4 separate regions of the Mus musculus genome follow, and regions 2, 3 and 4 are each linked to region 1. A link is a contact called in public HiChIP or PLAC-seq and promoter capture Hi-C data. All regions are on one chromosome and are shown on one strand. Each heading gives the region's core, a stretch centred on a gene start, on an enhancer-like site or on the middle of the called end of the contact. The rest is flanking DNA. Distances are from core to core; before and after follow the strand shown. Region 1 holds the start of Ubac1 (ubiquitin associated domain containing 1). Region 2 holds the start of Brd3 (bromodomain containing 3). Region 3 holds the start of Vav2 (vav 2 oncogene). Region 4 holds the start of Slc2a6 (solute carrier family 2 (facilitated glucose transporter), member 6).

Region 1 (4,679 bases), core at 1,446-3,945:
TGTGGGGACTCTGTCCTGTTCATGACTAGCAGAAGCATTTGTATCAGAGCTGATGCCCTTTTTGCAGGGAGAGCCTTCCCACCTTGTCTACCATAGCTAATGCCAACACAACATGTACTACATTACAACATAACATGTACATGACACTACACAGGGCATGTTTCCCCAGGGTGCTTGCCAGGGCAGAGGGTAGGAGGCCATGGGAAGGAGGGCCATGTTCCTGTCAGCCACCTCCTCCTGTGAACTCTTGGTGCTGGAGTGGAACCAGTACCTGGTGTGGCAGCCATCTTGCCACAGATCTGCCAAGACTGGCTCTCTGGTTCCTAGATGGGCCCTGGACCTGTCATACTCAGACCAATTGAGATGGAGAGCTGACTGGCTCTGGGAGCATCTGACTTGTTCTGTTCTTGAAAACCATATAGATAGGAAGGTGACCCTAAGGGTGTAAGTAGTGTTACAAGCTACAGGTTGCTTGGATCTTACTTGTCAAGCTTTGTGAGGTAGGGCCTGGACTAGGGGATCCAGTGTGAAGGTAGTACTGTGTTTGCCTAGGTGGGCCCTGTGTTGAATGAACTTCCGACTTTTACCTAGTCTTCTTGGCCAGTGGAGATTCTGAGAGAGCCCCTAGGGACCACTCTGTACATTTCTTTTTTTCCTCTGGGGTGGCTAAAACTAATTTCTGTTGCTTTAATTAAGAGTCTTCGGGCTGGTGAGATGACTCAGCGGGTAAGAGCACTGACTGCTCTTCCAAAGGTCCTGAGTTCAAATCCCAGCAACCACATGGTGGCTCAAAACCATCCGTAACGAGATCTGACGCCCTCTTCTGGAGTGTCTGAAGACAGCTACAGTGTACTTACATATAATAAATAAATAAAATAAATAAATAAATAAATAAATAAATCTTTAAAAAGAAAAAAAGAGTCTTCAGAGCCTTGTCTGGCTGGCCCATCGCAGGAAAACAGGATCTGCCAGCCAAGGAACTTCACTCAACCCTCCCCGTTGCATCCCCAGCATAAACAGCAGGTACTCTACGAGCACGCGCCTTCCTATAGGCAGGCAGGGAGGGGACAGCATGTTCTCTGAAGCAGAGACTGAAACTGGACAAGGTACAGAATGGCACCAGATGGGCAGAAGCTGAGTCTCCATGCAAGCTCCTTGCCTTAGCCCAGCTGGTGAGTAGAGGGAGATGCATTCTCCCTTGAATACTGCATGAGCACCCACAGAGCTGTGCCTGCCGGGCTTCTGTAGTAAGGCTGACCTGGGAGGCTGGGCAGCCTATCCTTCCTCATAGTGCTCTGAGGGGTATCTCTGTGTTCACATAGAAGCCTGGAGGTTTTGGAGGAGAGGATCTGTTGTCTCCAGCTCCAAAGGGACCTCATACACACATTGCAAAGATCACTGTCTCCACAATTCCTTCTGCTCACTTCACTCTTGGGAATCCTGGAGAGCCAGATCAAGCATATGGAAGGGACTTGTCCCGTGTCCCTCTGGGTACTTCTTTCAGTATATCCAGTGGTAGGATGCTGAATGGGCTATGTGGAAATACTTGCAAACATTCTTATTATGCCCTAGGTGGCACCATGACAGGCTTCCAAGAGAAAGAGGACATTAGGCCTCTGAAGACTGGGGCTTAGTAGCCTAGGCTTTGGACAAAGAGCAAGGGGTTTGTTGGGGAGAGGCCTGGGGAACTTGAAGACCAGCTGGAGGGGCCTCAGACCCACTCCTCACAACCCTTATTGCTTAGTTCTGTACCATCTGCCAAGACACAGATCTGTGGCAAGAGCTCATGGATCTTGTCAAAGATGACTATGAACTTGAACTGTTCCTCCTACCTCCACACCACCATTCCTGGATCACTAATAATTATGATATTATTTATTTTTTATTTGTTTTTTTTTAGCTTAAAAAGATTTATTTTGTAAGTATTGTGCTTACATATATGTATCAACAGTGTGTCTGATCTTCAAGATAATTCTGAAGCACCATTGTGGGTTCTGAGAAACACAGGATCCTCAGCAAGAGTAGAAAGTAATCCTAACCACCGAGCCAGGGCCCCCCATCCCGTATGTGTGAGTGTGTGCGCGCATGCGTGTGTGTGTGTGTGTGTGTGTGTGTGTGTGTGTGTGTGTGTGTGTGTACGCACGCGCATTTGTATGTGTTTTATGCAGGCTTGTATTCCAGAGTGGTTCTGAACTCATTATGTAGTCAAGGATGACCTGTTTGACCTTCTGGTTCTGCCTAAACGTTCAGGATTATAAACCTGTGCCAGGCGTATGCTGCGCCGAGGAGCAAACCCAGGGCTTTGTGCATGGCATACAAGCACTTACAACTGTGACACATTTCTAGTGCCCTGACCCAGACGTATTATCTTGTGTACTTGACTCCGGAGCCCTTTTCAATTCCAACAGACCAGCAAATCAGGTAACAAGGCTGGGAGGTGCTGAAGGAATGAGGTATATGGAGAACTACAACTCCCGGTATGCATCTGACCCACCTCACACATTAATTTTTGGTAAGGGGGCCGTGAGCCTGCCTGGGAACGACAACTCCCGGCGTGCCTTGGTGCACTTTACCTATTTCCGGCGCGGTGCGGGCGGGGGGTGCGGGGGGTGGGGTGGGCAACAGCAGAATGCCTGCCAAAAAAAAACCACATTTCCCGGCATACCCACGGGCGCTCATTACGCACTTCCGGCGCGGCTGCGACCGCGCGCTCCGGGCGGCTACGGCGACACGGGCAGTGGCAGCAAGGGTACAGCTCCTGCCCCTTCAGTGACGGGCGGCGGAGCTGACAGGAGCCGGGGCGGGGCGGCGGCGGCCAGCGAAGGAGCGCACGGCGGCCCGGCCCCGCCCCTGGTCCTCCCGCCAGCCTCAGTGACCTTCACTGGTTCGGGCGGCGGGTGCAGGCCCGGGCGGCGGCGCGATGTTCGTGCAGGAGGAGAAGATCTTCGCGGGCAAGGTGCTTCGGCTGCACATCTGCGCAGCCGACGGCGCCGAGTGGCTGGAGGAGGCGACCGAGGACACATCGGTGGAGAAGCTCAAGGAGAGTTGCCTCAAACATGTAAGGCCGAGCTCCTTACGACCCAGTTCCACCTCTGCCTCCGTTCTGAAAACCAGAAACCTAGACTTATGTCCCAGACTCCGCCCCAGTCCCCAGCCTTCTGGTTGCCCCGACACTCCTATCTCTACCTAGACGCCAGATTTTCGCTTCTTCCTGGACCGGTCCCCAGTCCCTGCCGTGCAGCCCGCTGCTCCCAGCCTTCGCTCCTCCGGGCCTGGGCAGCGCCTTCCGCTCCTCCAATCACAAACCTAGTGCTCAGAGAAGAGCATCTGGCCCCCGCTGTTGAGCGAGCTTTATTTAATTTCTGCAACGTGCTAGGGAGGTGAAGGCGAGAGTGAACAGAGACTGGGAGAGGCAAAGGCAAGGGATCATGGTTTTCTAGCCTTGGGGCTTGCCTGCTGTTGGGATGAGCTTTTAGTTTCCTCCAGAAGCTGGAAGTAACTAGATCCCATTATAAGAGGACTGGCTCCTTGCCTGAGGAGCCAGCTGCTAGGAGCCCATGGCCGGGACTTGACACTTAGCAGTAGTCACTTAAAATAGTGTCACTGTGGGACAAGTTCCTTGGCTTCTACTTTCTATTGGGGCAACAGTTGATTGAGTGGGAAGGTCCAGGATGACTGTCTCCTGCCAGCAAGTGGCATTTGTTAAGTTTACTTACATTCAGTGAACGTTGTACTATAGTTAGCCTTTTAGTTTTAGTTAAGTCTTGGAATTAGTTCTTGAAGCCTTCCTGGCTCTAACTGCTCCCAGTTGAAGATGAAACAGATGTCTGTTAGACACTGGTAGCCTATGGAAGCACCATGCCAGACAAGATTAGTGCCAGATAGCTTTTTAGAGGGGACTCTTCGGAAAGTTAGGGATCTACAGCAGTAGGTTGTGTTAAAGTTCAGCATTGTGTTTCCTCTAAAGGCAGTCTTCAAGTTACTATAGCAGCTGCTTGCAAAGGGTAGTTTATCATCTGTGTGCCTTTGTGTAGTCAGTGTGTAATGTCAGGCAGGCTCCAAGAGATCTGTTTCAAGCCCCTCTTCTGCAGTGCATTAGATGTTGAGTAACCGTGGGTCTCAGTGTCTGTGGTTCACCTCAATGAGGCTCACATACAGGACAAAATGTATTTTAGACTGCCCAAGGAGTCCCCAACCTTTAAGCTTGTGTTGAGCCTGTGGATTTTCTCAATAGCAAGACCCAGAGGCTCAGCAGAAGCTTAAAGACTGGGGCCTCCTTGGGCATCTAGACTGTTCCCTAGCATCCATGCTGGCCTAGTACTATGCTGTGTCATCTCCTAGGTCAGTTCCTCGGGGGCTGAGCTTGGAGTAACTTCAAAGTCGGTGTAAGGATTGAAGGAATGAAAGGTGTCAGCCTCAAACCACATGAGCATGGGATGTCACCTTCACTGCTGTGATCTCTTGCCTAACTCACTTGTGGTGTGGATATACGTAATGAGCATGGCAGTATTCTATGAAGGGGGTAGGGAGATGATTCACAGATGCTTGCTAATACATTTTAGGGGCAGTATGGTTAGGCTTAGGCAGCAGGTTTTGATATGATGCTAATTATTTGTGATGTTTAATATTCCAGTTGATATTGGAGTTGTATCATTTTGACCATTTTTGTCATTATTCTT
Region 2 (4,679 bases), core at 1,307-3,806, 1.5 Mb before region 1:
GGGGGCTTGGAAGGTATATGATAGAATCTTTAAAAATATATTTGAAAGACTGACTTCACATTATGTGGGTGCTCTACTTTTACCAGTTGTTTATGTAATAATGCTGTGTGCATACCTGGTACCCATGGACTTCACAAGAGGGTTGGTACTGGGAATGGAACCCAGATCCTCTGCAAGAGCAATAGGGTCTCCTAAGTACACTGCCACCTCTTCAGCCCCAAGGGGTCTTTTAAACTGGTGAGTCACTAAGCCTGTGAGAGATGCCTCAGGCAGTTGAGGAACTTGTGTCTGAGCCTGGTGATTCCAGTTCGAGTCTTATGTGGTAGAAGGGGAGTGCTGGCTCTCACACTGTCCTCTAATTTCCACATGTGCTCTGTGCCACATGTACACACACACATACACAGTTACACACACACACATACAGTTACACACATAGTTAGACACACATACAGTTACACACATACAGTTAGACACACAAAGTTACATACACAGGTACACATACAGTTACATACACATACACAGTTACACACACACACAGTTATACATAGTTACACACACATACACTGTTACACACACATGCACTGTTACACACACATACACAGTTACACACATAGTTATACATAGTTACACACACATACACTGTTACACACACAGTTACACAATACACAGTTACACACACAGTTACATACACATACACAGTTATACACACACCTAATTACACACAGTTACACACACATAGTTACGCACATGTACACAGTTATACACAGTTACAGTTACACACACATACACTGTTACACACACAGTTATATACACATACACAGTTACACACACATAGTTACACACATACACAGTTACGCACACATGCACAGTCACACACACAGTTACACACACTGTTACAAACACATAGTTACACACATGTACATAGTTACACACACACATACATAGTTACACACACACTCACACACACACACAGAGTTTTCTGGGTTTTGTTTAAAAAGTTAACTGGCAAGTCCCTTGTCCTAGTAGCCAGAGTGCTCAGTGTGTCCAGAAAGGTGAGACCCAGATGGCAGGAATGATAATAGAACCTGCAAGGTGACTGCAGTTCTGCAAGCTCCCAGTCATGGCTTTGCTGGGGAGCCTGGGTTCAAGAGTTTAAGGACTCTAACTTAGAGCCTCCCAGGTCTTGCTCTCCTACCCTGTGTTCAGTCTGCGACTAAACAGCAGGGCTTCCTTGCAGTGGCCACCTCGCCCCAGGGTGTGAGAAGCACCCATGCTGTAGACCAAAGAGGAGACAAGAAGAGCCTGGAGAGGCTCCAGCTTGTCCTCAAATCTCTTCCAAGGACCCTGGGCTTGGAGCTTGGGACCTCTGAGACCAAGGATGTCACTTTGCCTTCTTGAGCCTTTTTCATTTTCAGGTACAGAACATATTCGTTGTGTATGTGTGTGTATGTGTGTGTGTACGTGTGTGTGTGTGTGTGTGTGTGTGTGTGTGTCTGGTATTTAATACCATAACCACCTGTGCATTTCTTGCATGCAGCAAAGTGCCCGCTCAGCCAGAAATAAACTCAGTGACACCAGGATCTTGGAATAGGTCCAGCTCACAGCAGAATTGGAACCCTGCATTGGCAGGCAGGTTCAGCGGGCACTGATGGAAAAACTTGTTTTGTTTGTAACGTTTTTGTTGGGGTCTATCACACACCCACCTTAAATTACAACTGGATAAAAACTGACTAACGTAGGCACCATTGTAATTTTCACCAAAACCAAGATCTGAAGTGTGACCCCGTCCTAACCCTTTCAAAACGCAGAAAAAGGGCGGGACTTAATCTCATTCCTGTCTTTCCATAGGCACATGGGGACACACTGAGACTCCAGAGAGGGAAAGTTGGCTGGCACAGCCTGAAGCATCCCTTACTGGTGTCTAGCTTTGGAGAATCCGCCTTTTTCCGGCACCACCAGCCAGGTCTCTTACGGAGTCCCCAGGTCTTCAACCCGCCCCAGGATTTTGGGGCGGGATTGATCGCGACTCCTCCCTGGCAAGGACCGCCCTGCGCGCGCCCTCGCCAGGCTAATTAGGCGCGCGGTTTGTTTACAAACATGGGCTGGGGCCGGTGCGCGCCTCCCTGCTTGTGAGCATTCGGGGTTTGAGGGAGGCCTCGGGGTACCCGGGTAGTGACCCCAGGGTGCTAACTGCGTTCCCGCCTTTCCCACGTTTTCCTAGGCTTCTGGAAATCCGCCCACCAGTTCTTATTCCCTGCGTGTGGCTGAGAACGCTAAAGTGAAGGCGCGCGGGCGGGCCAAGGTTCCAGCGTCGCCTCGGGTCCTGGCGGGCAACCTCCCAGCCCCGCCCCCACGCGCCCCTAGGCCGGGCCCGCTGGCGGCCAGGGCGGCCGGGCGGGCGGCCGGGGGCGCGCGGGGCGGGGCACGGCGTGGCGCCGGCGGGGCCGGGACATGTAGTCCGTGCGCCTCGGCCTCCCCTGGGCGGCCCTGGCGCGAGCCCGGGCGCGGACTACGACTCCCGCCAGGCGCCGCGGCGTAGCGCATGAGCCCTGTACAGCTCCGGCGCGTCTATTATGCTGCCGGGGCCGGCGAGCCAAAGAGGAGCCGGCCGCGCGGGCCGGGAGCAGACGGCGCTGGAGCCGCCTAGGCCAAGTACGCCTTTTTCTCGTTTCCTTGTACACTCTGGGCGGCGGCGGCGGTGGCGGTGGCGGCGGCGGACTTGGCTGAGAGAACACGGCCCGGAACGCATGGTGCAGGCCTCCCGCGCGTCTCGAAGCCCGGAGCCCGGGGCCGCCGCCTTTGTGCGCGGCCGCGATGCAACAAAGCGGGGCGGCCGCCTGCCCGGGGTCGCAGCGACTGCGCGGGCTCCGCTGCCCTCCGCCTTGCGCTGTGCGCCCGCGGCTTGCCGGTCGCCTCGGGCCGGACTGGGAGGCGTCGCCTTGGTCGGAGCGCCCAGCCTGGACTTGGCACAGCCCGCGCTCTCTGCGCCAGCCCTCCCTCACGGAAGGGATTTTTTTTTCCTTTCCCCTTTTCCTCTGCCCGCCATCTTCCGAAGGGGACTGCCTGGAGGATGCGCGGCGCGGGAAGGTGCGCGCGGTGTGCCCAGGGTCGCTCCGGCGCCACTTAGGGCGGATCGTCGCAGGGCAGGCCAGGCTGGGCCTGGACACCGCTGGAGCCTTGCAAGTGGGGCAGCCGCGGCGTGGCTTGGGGGGCGGCGGCTGCATTTGCAGAGTTATGGCCCGGGAGACGACTTTGCGCGCTTACGAGTTACTGGATTATTGCAGCCAGGCCAGGAGGAAACCCAGTTCATGTTTTGAAATCAGCCTAAACGAGTACTTAATCCGGGCGAGGTCGATTCGGATTGAGGTGGAAGGGGTGGGGTGCACGTCTTTTTCTTACTTCGTGTATAACACGCAAGCTAGTTGGGTGAGGAATGCGCACCCCAAAGCCTCTCGTATGTAAGGTTCTTGAGGATTCCCGGTGAAAAATCCTGGCGGCTTGGGGAAGTTCTCTCCACCAGTTGCTGCGACGGGGGCAGGGCTAACGAGGAAGCCATAAACAGTCTTCTTGCCCTGGGGCGGCGGGGGGGGGGCGGTAAGGAGCGGGAAGGGGGCTCACTGGGAGCCGGGGCATACCTTTTGTGAGTTCATACTTTAGGGCTCAATTTTAAGGCTCTGCCCTTTGCAATTTTGATTAAGAGCTTTCTGCCAGAAATAAGTGCACAGCTGTTGTTTCTCTACCTTAAACTTCTTAACTGTATAAGTTTGTGTCTCTGAGGTCATTCTTGTGTTCTTCAGTGGCTAACATGGGACTGGGTGCAGGAAGAGAAATGAGTGAAGGAATTGAAGGGCTCAGGTCCTGTCCCCCTTAACCCATGAGGACAAGCTGGTTGTTGTGTCGTCCATCCCCCCCCCCTTTTGTTTTGCACTTTCTTAGTGGTGTGCATTACTGGGGGTGGGGGTGCCCCTGAAGAGATCTGAGATCTCTGCTGTGCTGCTTGAAGTGAGTTTCTCACAGGCTTTCCAGGGTCCAGGAAAGGAAGGACTCCAAGGATCAAGCCCCAAGCCCCAGTGACCTTTTTTGAGTGGCCCTGAGTGTGGCCTCTCATTCGCAAATAGAGGCCTGTTTGCTGTTTGTTCTGTTGGAGGCCTTGATGTGCACTGTTGGCTGTAGATCATGAGAGGTGAGGTACAAGCTTGACAGTTCAGGAGGTGGGGGTAATTTCTTCCTGACCTTGCTTATAAACTCCGGGTCCACTGCTTTAGCAAGACACCAGGAATCTGTGGCGATCCAGACCTAGCCCCACATCCGGGGAATTCAGGAGAAAGGCATTAAAAAGCTTTTGTAGGGTGGATGACCAGGGGGTGTGCCAGTTCGTTCATTTCCCTACCTATATATCTATTTACTTTATTTATTTTACTTTTAGGAGATGCCAGGTTTACTTTCACAAAGAGTAACTGCTTTCTTTCCACAGTGCAGTATCCTGTTTTGGAAATGAGCTTTGAATGAGGGATGGAGCTTGTAAAAGTGTCCTCCCTCCCTTAGATGGTGAAAATGGGGGGGAGTGCTGAAAGGAAAGGCCCTGCCTGGCTTGCCTCTACTCCGGCTTCTGTAAGCCTGGAGCTGTGCCCCCAGGGGCTCTCAGGGTTACCTTGTCCACTTCCTGGTTTACTGTGTCA
Region 3 (4,679 bases), core at 727-3,226, 1.4 Mb before region 1:
AAGGAGTGCGCCACCACACCCGGCTTGCTGTGACCCTTTAATACAACTGTATTGAACACAACCTCATGTTGTGGTGACCTCTAACCATAACATTATTTTTCACTGCAATTATATTATGTTACATCAAAACTAATTTTTGTTACTGTTATGATTCATGATGTAAATATCCGTGTCTTTGAATGGTCTTAGGCAACCTAGCCCCAAGGGGTCCAGACCCACAGGTTGAGAATCGCTGCTGTAAGGGCTAGAGATGGGGCCTCATGCTTGTCAAACAGTGTTCTTTTAAAGAGCCCTAGGCCTAAAGATTTTATCTTTAGAGAGCTGAGTACCACAAAGGGCTTGTTTTGTGCTGTCACAGAGTGACAGGGTTGCATCTAGATTTGGTTCGGTCCTTGCTGGCTGTGGAGGGCAGACTGAAAGGCAAGGTAGAAGCGGGCTGCTGAGGAACCCAAGGGGAGGAACATAGACCTTGGTGGTGGCAGAGCTGGCAGTGCTCAGAATCTGAAACTTGCTGGCAAATTAGAAGTGGGGAGTTAACATCAGAGTCCATAAAAGAATACGCTGTAGCTGACCAGCTCATGACTGGGAAGACAGAGATGTTTAGTTCCGTTATGATGTAGAACTGCCTCTGGACGAGGCCTGGCTCTCCATAGCCATGCTTGCCCCTATCCCGTAAGAGCTCCCAGGAGACCTGCTACCCCTTTCCAGGGGCATTCTTCTCTGAAGCCTCGTGCATGGTTAGTTGGTGGCCCACTTCCCACATCCCAGACATGTGGCTGGGGTTGACAGTTCCTACCTCAGGGTTTCGTCTGCTCAGTTCACTGCAGAGCTCTGGTATTCAGCACAAGTGGCTTTCAGTGGTGCTCATGACCAAAGTGGGGAGGTACACTTCTCTTGGACACTTCCAGAGGGCAATCCTGGTGAACAGTTCTGGGCTGAGAGAATGGGTGAGGAGAAAGATCCCCTTTACCAGTCCTCCGCATGTTTGTTTTGAGCTCGTGAACTCTGACCTACACATGCACAACAGACACCTGGAATACTTCCCACCCAGCTTTTCTTCATTCATCCTTTCTATTATTTCCGAGATGAGTGATGTCCCCACTAGCCAGATAAGGAATTGGGTACCAGAGAGTTCTGCTGGTGCCAGGAGGCCTGGATCTTCTGACTTGGAGGACTGACATGCTAACTCCACTATATGCTCTGCACTACAGCCCCTCAAAGACAGACAGACCCCTCTTTTGTAGCATCTAGGCTGTCAGCTGATGCCATTGCCCTCAAGACCACCAGGGGGCAGCAGACGAACGCTTGATTGGATGGCAAAATTCGTTTGTCCTAGACCTGGTCTTAGCTTCTGATGAGGCAGGAAGGCTGGAGTGCTGGGAGCACAGAGGCCTCTTTTCTGTGAGAGAGCTCCCTGGGTACACACGCCAAGGCATGAATGCAGCAGCATTTAGCAGGGTGCTTTGCTTTCAGCTTTGCAATCTCCTTTCTTTCCTTCTTTCTTTTTCCTCCCTTTGGTGCAGGGTGTTGAATGACTCTTAGGGAGATGCTGGAGGGTCTGCCTGTAGCCCTGTGCTTTGGACGATTTAACCCCCAGTCCGCAGGAGGTCCTTCCCCTGAAGCTATTCAGAGGTGAAGTAGAGGGGCTGAAGGCTCTACCTGGCTTCTCTGCCGGATCTCTAGGATTAGGGTTCATGCTTCCTCCTTAGGTGGGGCAGGTGATGGGACTTCCTGCAGAGAGAGGCCTTTCTGGGAGGGACTTCCCTGGGTGCAGGGGACAGATCTGTCATCCTTCCCTGGCCCAGGTAAACTGAGAGAGGCAGGGGCTGACAGAACACCGCCCACAAAAGCTCGGCTCTTGGAAACTGGTCACTTTCCTCTCTTCTAGCTCCCTTTCATGACACCAGTCTCATAGAAGACTTGGCTTTGTGGGGTTCCCTTCTTCTTTACCAAGAACCCACAGCTCCTGATACTGTCCAGAGCAAATTAATTTTAATCACAAAAATCAGTTATTTATGCTTTTGAAGTCCCTCCCACTGTCACAATGTCCTCAGGACACAACACGGTCTATCTCTCCAGCACCTCCCACTAGACAATCAAGGGGGCTGAAAGTGAAGGATTTTTTTCCCCCTCTCTCCGTTATTGTGGAGGCGGAGTGTCTTGCGGACCCTGGCAAGGACAGAGGACTGGAAGAGGCCATAGGGGCGTAGGGTGTGTAGGCCAGCCTGGTTCGCGTTCTGGGGTCTATCTTTGCCGAAAGACCCTGCAAGGGCACCCAGCGTTACCGCGGTCATCTTCTAGTCTCTTCTGCCGTGCGGCGGCCTCATCGCACCGCAAGAAAGACCTCCAGCCTCCACGTGCACCTAGGGAAAGTCGTGGGCGGGGAGCCTGCTCAGGAGCCCCGCCTTCCTCAACTTTCGCTGGCGGCCCAGGGGCAGGAAGTGGGAGGACGGGTTGGAGGCGGTGCTTGGGTCTCCGGGGAGGTGCCGGGTGAAGGTGCCAGCTCCGCCCCCGGCCCCGCCCGGCCGTGGCCGCGCCCCCTGCACCCCCAGCGCCTAGGAGCCGCGGAGCCTCGGAGTCCCAGTGCCCCGCGAGTGGCGTAGAGCCCGCGGGCCCGGCGAACAAAGCGACGGTGGAGCGAGCAGCTCAGGCGCCGGACGCAGGGAGCGAGCGACCCGCTGCGCCTTTGTCTCGGGTGGGGCAGGAGCGGTGGCCGAAGCGGGGCGCCCGGAGCTCAGAATGCGGCGCCCAGAGGGGCGGATCGAGAAGCGCTGCGACTGCAGGAGGCGTGGAGCCCCGGCCGGAGCACGAGCGGACTTGTGTGTGTGAAAGAGGGACCCCGCACGCTGCCCCGCGAGCGCCGGTTGGCCGCACGTGGGCGGGAGCGGCGGCCGGCTAGTAGCCCGAAGAGGAGGAGGAGGAAGAGGAGGGCCGTGCGGCCGCGCAGCGGGGACCCGGGGCCGCCTGCGCGAAGCCCCGCCCCGGCGGCCGAGCCCCGCGCGGGCGGGCGGGATGCCCCGCGGTCACCGCACTTTGGCCGGAGCGCTACCCTGAGCCAGCTGGCCAGCGGCCGCAGCGGCGAGCGCACAGGCGCCGCGGGCGCCATGGAGCAGTGGCGGCAATGCGGCCGCTGGCTCATCGACTGCAAGGTCCTGCCGCCCAACCACCGCGTCGTGTGGCCCTCGGCGGTGGTCTTCGACCTGGCGCAGGCGCTGCGCGACGGCGTCCTTCTGTGCCAGCTGCTGCACAACCTCTCCCCCGGTTCCATCGACCTTAAGGACATCAACTTCCGGCCGCAGATGTCCCAGGTGAGGGTCCCGGCACTGCAGGAGGGACTCGGGTGTGCGATCTGAGGGGCGCATTGACTGGAGCGTGGGCCGCGGGAGGCCCAGGTTCTCTGGCCGGAGCTTCTGGCTCAGGGGTCAGTGCAGAGCAGGTCACATCCCGGTCTCCTCTTCCCGCTCTAGAGAGCGGCGGTCCCCGAAGGCGCGAAGTTGGCTAAAGTCCCCCAGTCTAGGGCGCGCTACCACCGCCGCGGGAACGGTTTGTGTGCGCCGGCTCCCCAGTCTACGGCTGCCTGGTGGAGGGCGACTCCAGCCTCGGTGTAACGCCCAGCACTGCAGTGTTGCGTCTAGGCCCGGGTCCCCGAGTGTCCCTTCCAACCGGGTGCGTGCCACGCTGGGGGTCACGTCCCCGGCTGCGTGCCAGACGACCGGAGCCCATGGAGGTTGAGTTGGAGCCGTTGAAGGATGAGGTGGAGTGGTGGCTACTGTTACCCGCAGCTCGGCGGAGGGGCCGGGCCGGGTGGGGTGCTACGGCCGGAGGGAGCGGGAGGGCCGGGCGCCGCCCCCTCTCTGGCCTGCGCCTCCTCCCGGACCCCAGCCCAGGACCAGCTGCCTCGGGGGCCTTCCTGGATAGCCTCTGGGTTGGAGTCTTCTTCGCCTTCTCATTGCCCCCACTTCGGTGGTCGCTCCAGTGTGGCCTTTGTGGAGGCCAAGACACGCGTTTGGCCGCAGGGCAGGGCAGGGCAGGGCAGGAAAATGTCCGCTCTGCTGGCTGAAGCTGCTTTTCTTGGCCCCTTGAAGGGAACTTGGCCGAGAGTTAAGCAAATTCGAGGCATGTGGCCCGCCCTTCGGGGGTCGCTCTTTAAAGGGATCTGGGAGGTGGAGAGAAGAGTTAGGCAGCTCTAGTTCAGCCGGGTACTGTCCAGGTGCGACCCGCCCACTTCGAAACTCCTAGTGGACGCCGGGAATTCTCTTCTAGGACTGTGGGAAACGCGATGACTCCGAGAGTCACTAATCCTAATATTCTGGCGGGTTTCACCCCTCCCCCTAAAGCCCTTTGGCTGTGTCTGCCTTTCCATAGAGATGAGGCCAGCCGATTCCTGTTTGACAAAGGAGAGCCCCTGGAGGGAAAGAGAGAGGGTTGTCCTCCTGCTTGATACCAGTACCCCAGCAGCCCAGAGAGCCAGAGAGGGAGATTTCAGGGTCTGTCTTGCATCTGGAGTCCTGCAAGATCTGAGTGTGCCCAAGTAGCACACTTAAATGGTTGCTGTAGGGAGAACTTTTTCTTTCTTTCTTTTTTTTTTTTTTTTTTTTTTTTTTTTGATTTTTCGAGACAGGGTTTCTCTGTGTAGCCCTGGCTGTCCTGGAACTCACTCTGTAGACCAGGCTGGTCTC
Region 4 (4,679 bases), core at 1,050-3,549, 1.0 Mb before region 1:
TTCTTGGTTATGGGAATGGTGGGTGAGGGAAAGAAAGCATCCCAGTGAGCCAAATGAGAAGAGCCTGTCAAAGGCTTCACCCTCCTACATCACATCCCACAGACAAGGACCACATGGGAGCATGGGAAAGAAACATGGTAAGACACAGGGAACTTGCCTTGCCAGCAGAATATAGTGACCCGCTCTGTCCTGGGCTGGTGAGATGGCTCAGTGGGTAAAGATGCTTGCTACCTAAACTAGACAATCTGAGTCCAGCTTCTGGGACCACAGGGTAGAAGAAGAGAACTGATTATCTCCAGTTGTTCACTTATGTCTTCTCTCTCTATGGTACTCACTCTCTCTCTCTCTCTCTCTCTCACACACACACACACACACACACACACACACACACACACACACACATAAACAAACAAAATGTAGTAAAATATATTTTCAAAAAAGGTCCTTAAATAATCCCTGGCAGGCCACCAGGGAATATAGTAAATTCCAGGTCACCCATAGCTAAATAGAGAGACCTTCCCCTCCGCCCCCATTTTTTTTTTTAAATTTTTTAAGGAGCAACTATGACATTTCCTTAAAAGCTGCATTGCCAGGACACAGGAAGTGGGATACAGAACTGATTGTGTGAGAGATGTCCTCAAAGGCCACCAAGATTGCATGTCTGACTACCTACCTAACAACCCCAAGTATTTAGTGGTCTAAGGCAGGAGTATTGAAAGGCCAGTCTGGACAACCTGGTGAAACTTATCTCAGAGTAAGATAGGGCTGTGGCTCAGTTAATGTAGTGCCTGCCTGGGTCCAATCCCTAGCACAGAATGAATCCAGGGCTGCAGTCCCAATTGGAGGTGGAGGCCAGAGGATAAAATTAAAGTGGGTGGCTACCTAGAAAGTTTGATGCCAGCTTGGAATACATCAGACCCTGTCTCAAATGACAAAGGAGTGGAAGGGGCCTGAAGAGATGGTTCAGCGGTTACAAGACCAGGTCCTATATGCTCTGGCTCCCATTACTATTTGGTGACTGACCGGCCTGTAACTCCAGCTCCTACAAGTCCATCATTTCAGCTTCAGGAGCACAGACTCACAGACAGACATAAAATTTAAAAATTATATATCTTAAGTTTTTCACATGTTTGGGTGTTTTGTCTGTACCACATAAAAGCTGATGCCAAAAGGCACCAATTGTCCTGGAAATGGAGGTAAGAGGAGGGTTGTGTGCCAACCCGTGGGGCTGGGAAATCAAACCTGAGTCCTTGCAAGAGCAGCCAGTGCTCTCAGGCTCCCAAAATTATGTATAACACACACACACACACACACACACACACACACACTCAGCTTGGATGTGAAGTGGAACACCACTCACTGAAAGTTCACCTCCCCACTAAGTAACAGACAGGCAAGGCAAACACAGGAAGGAAAGACGTCCAGCCAGGGTGGGTCGCAGCAGTTTTGTGGTCTCTACTGTCCTCTCTAGAAGTGTTTCTAAAGGGGAACTGAGACTTCTACAACACCCTTTACTGTTTTAATAGCCTGGTAACAAAGGGTCAGTTTATAAATGTGAACAGGAAGTAAGTCCACTCCTGTGACTGAAAAAGTCCAAAGACACAGATAGGCATCTTGATTGTGGCTTTTTCCACCTCCTAGAGAAGTTTCTGTTTCGTTTTTTTTGGTCATTTTATACCATTACTGGAATGATTTTGAACAGTGCAAGCTATTTGGACAACCAGGAAATCCCAGAGATCAGGAATGTAGCTCAGAGACAGATTGCTTGCTAGCAGAGAGAAGCCTTGGGGTTTGTCCACAGCTATGGGGTGAGACACCGCAGGGCACCTGCTGGAGTTACCCCTAATTGTTTCTGCTCCACCCTCCTCCTACTTACTGTACACACCCAAAGTAGTGATTCATTGGAGTCAACTAGGGTTAGGAGGCGAGAAGTGAAGTGGCAGGTGTAGAAGTGACATCTATGTGACGGGAGAGGGCACAGAACAGGGCCAAGCAAGGCAATAATAAAAAAATATATAATAATAACAATCCTCCGTGTGACCTTGGCAAGCTTACGACTCTCTGGGCTTCTCCTCCATAAAGCCAGACCCAGCCATGGAGCAGTCCACGCTCTTAGCCTGGCGAAAGGGTGCTCAGGCGGCCCTGCCCTAGAAGCGGGTTTCCCCGGCAGAATCCAGCGCCTCAAGGCGCACGCGATGGGACACGCCCGGGAGCCCGATCGCACCCTGCATCCGAGGCGTGCGGCTGTCTCATTGGACAGCACGGCTCTGCAGGGCCGCCCTGCAGCCAATCGCATCTGTAGGGCGGAGCTTCGCCTGCTGTGCTGAGGGCTCAGGCAGATGCTTTAGCTCTGCAGTGGAGTCCCGCTGTATCTGACCATCCGCGCTGGCCATGCAGGAACCCCTGCTAAGAACCGAGGGACTCGACTATGATACCTTCCCCGAGGTGCCCGCGACTCCTGGAGAGAGAGAACGAGCCGGGTGAGAGTCTCAGGGTGTGGGCATGGGAGGTTGGGATGGCCTTATCTCCAGCAGACGATACACATCTTGGGCCATTACTGACTTCTGGTGAGTGGCCACCAAGAGTCATCTGACTCTTTCTTACCGCATGCTCGCAAGTCCTATTTAAAGAACTGGACCACCATAAAGAAGAGAGCCTCCAAAGGAATACTGGGTGGGATCCCCACCTGCCACAGGGGGAGGACATGGGTCTTGCCTAAGATCACAGAACAAGCTTTGAGCATCACAACAGGAGGCAAAAACCACAATTTCTTTTCTGGAGAAAACGGGCACCAGCCCCAGCCGACAGCCTGGGGATTTCCCAGAGCTGCTGCTAAGGCCTGAAGACAACTTGACTGGCCCTGGACCCAGGCCTCTCCTGGTTATCTGCCGAGCTGGATGGTCATGGGCTCGGGGAAGGCAGCAGTCTGGGAACTCAGGGTCCATTTAAAGGACTTGTCCTTGGTCCTTTGGTTCTACCCCATCCCCCACCAGGGCCTTGAAAAACAGAAGGGTGTTCCTGGCTACCTTCGCCGCTGTGCTGGGCAATTTCAGCTTTGGGTATGCCTTGGTCTACACATCTCCAGTCATCCCTGAACTGAAGCTCTCTTCTGACCCAGCACTACACCTGGACAAAATCCAGGCATCCTGGTTTGGGGTGAGGCCTGTTCTCTAAATCAGATGGGGTAGTGGAGGGAGCATGGGCCCACTCAACCTGCTTACCACAGGGAACTAAAATCACCTAGCCTTGGAACCTCCCCTAGAGCACCGGTATCTCTCCCTAACACGCATTCCCGTCTGCTAGCGGTGATGGCAAGTGACATGAGGAAGTGACATCCTGCAGAGATGTGGGCCAGGGCTGAGGGGAAGATTTCCCAACCCCATACCCAAAGCCAGGCTGCCACAGCAGAGCTGACATCCTCCTGGGTGCCTGGAGGCAGTCACACCAGATGCTAGCGGGATGAGAGGTGCCATATGGACAAGGACAGAACGTGGCTAAACAGAGCCCAGGAGCCCAAGACTTTAACGTTAGAATGTCAGTAGACCCTGAGTTAGGACTGCGACTTGACAGCAAAGCTGGAAAGATTTGGGGTCTCCTGAGCATTTCAAATGGGGTGGGAATGTGCAAGGCGCACAGCACATGCTGAGCACATGCTAGACACTTCGTGAAATATCTTCACCCCTGAGGTTAACTATGTTTTTCCCATAACGCAACTAAGAAACTGAGGCCACACTGTGTGCCCTGGTCCCACTGCTCATGAGTGGCAGACTCCAGCCAAATTCTTTATTCCTCAACAACTCCAATGACCCCCAAATCTTAAAGTCCCAGGCCTACAAGTCATAGGGTTCTCTTTGGTAGTGTGTGAGCCATAGAAAATGCCTTTAACTTCAGCACTTGGGAGGCTGAAGGAGGAAGATCATGTTCTTGAGGCCTGCTTGGGCTCAAAAAAATATTGGACACTCCTGGACAGAGCCACTGTAGACAGGCGCCCCCTCTCCTCAAAGCACCTCTGGAGTAGAACATTTATGGTACCTTTACATATAGTTGTCCACAGGCTGCTGTGCACCTCTGCCAACAGGGGACTCTACCAATGAATGCCTGGGTTTTGGGTCAGCTCTGGAGGAACTCTCTCTAGACTCCGGTGGGGGTGAGAGCTCTTAAAGCCACTTATCTTCTTGTACCCCTGCAGTCCGTGTTCACCTTGGGTGCCGCAGCAGGGGGCCTCAGTGCTATGTTACTCAATGACCTCCTGGGCCGGAAGCTCAGCATCATGTTCTCAGCTGTCCCCTCAGCCATTGGCTATGCAATCATGGCCGGTGCCCGTGGCCTCTGGATGCTTCTGTTGGGGAGGATGCTGACGGGCTTTGCCGGGGGACTCACTGCTGCCTGCATCCCGGTAAGGCCAGATGTCTCCATTGCCTTGGGGCTGTTCTAGACCACCCCTGCCTCTGAGCCTTTGCTCAGTGAAAGTGTGTGGGGTTCACTACATTGCCCAGAAAACCTCAGCTTCCTCCACCAAAGCAGCTGACATCATTGTCACCCAAAACTTCCTACCCTGTGTTTTGACCTCAGTTCCATGCATTGCTCAACTGAAAAAATTTGCATTGCACAAGGGATGTGAAGGGAAGTTCCAGCCCACCTCCACCTCCACCTCCACCCAACTGCTTACCTCATGTAAT

Evidence for each region. HiChIP or PLAC-seq counts read pairs in DNA pulled down with a chosen protein or histone mark. Capture Hi-C pulls out chosen DNA fragments and counts their contacts.
Region 2: a contact with region 1 is called in a FOXA1 HiChIP or PLAC-seq map of pancreatic cancer cells. The contact joins the promoter of Brd3 here to the promoter of Ubac1 in region 1. A contact is called at or near these places in 1 of 39 promoter capture datasets (liver), 2 of 115 datasets of contacts at active chromatin or transcription factors (astrocytes and pancreatic cancer cells) and 1 of 9 other capture datasets (liver).
Region 3: a promoter capture Hi-C map of adipose tissue shows a contact between it and region 1, with 3 times the contacts expected there. The contact joins the promoter of Vav2 here to the promoter of Ubac1 in region 1. A contact is called at or near these places in 1 of 39 promoter capture datasets (liver) and 1 of 9 other capture datasets (adipose tissue).
Region 4: an H3K4me3 HiChIP or PLAC-seq map of embryonic forebrain shows a contact between it and region 1, with 5 times the contacts expected there. The contact joins the promoter of Slc2a6 here to the promoter of Ubac1 in region 1. A contact is called at or near these places in 6 of 39 promoter capture datasets (hippocampal neurons, liver, neutrophils and 2 more) and 1 of 115 datasets of contacts at active chromatin or transcription factors (embryonic forebrain).

What each region holds. Positions count from the first base shown.
Region 1 is chr2:26,019,776-26,024,454 of GRCm38.p6, reverse strand. It overlaps Ubac1 (ubiquitin associated domain containing 1), which reads left to right and starts at 2,695. Exons shown (of 10, transcript NM_133835.2): 1 at 2,695-3,058. The coding sequence starts at 2,921.
Region 2 is chr2:27,473,550-27,478,228 of GRCm38.p6, reverse strand. Brd3 (bromodomain containing 3) reads left to right here and starts at 2,556. Exons shown (of 12, transcript NM_001113573.1): 1 at 2,556-2,652.
Region 3 is chr2:27,424,905-27,429,583 of GRCm38.p6, reverse strand. Vav2 (vav 2 oncogene) reads left to right here and starts at 1,976. Exons shown (of 28, transcript NM_009500.2): 1 at 1,976-3,308. The coding sequence starts at 3,105.
Region 4 is chr2:27,025,618-27,030,296 of GRCm38.p6, reverse strand. Slc2a6 (solute carrier family 2 (facilitated glucose transporter), member 6) reads left to right here and starts at 2,299. Exons shown (of 10, transcript NM_172659.2): 1 at 2,299-2,480; 2 at 2,994-3,156; 3 at 4,190-4,396. The coding sequence starts at 2,392.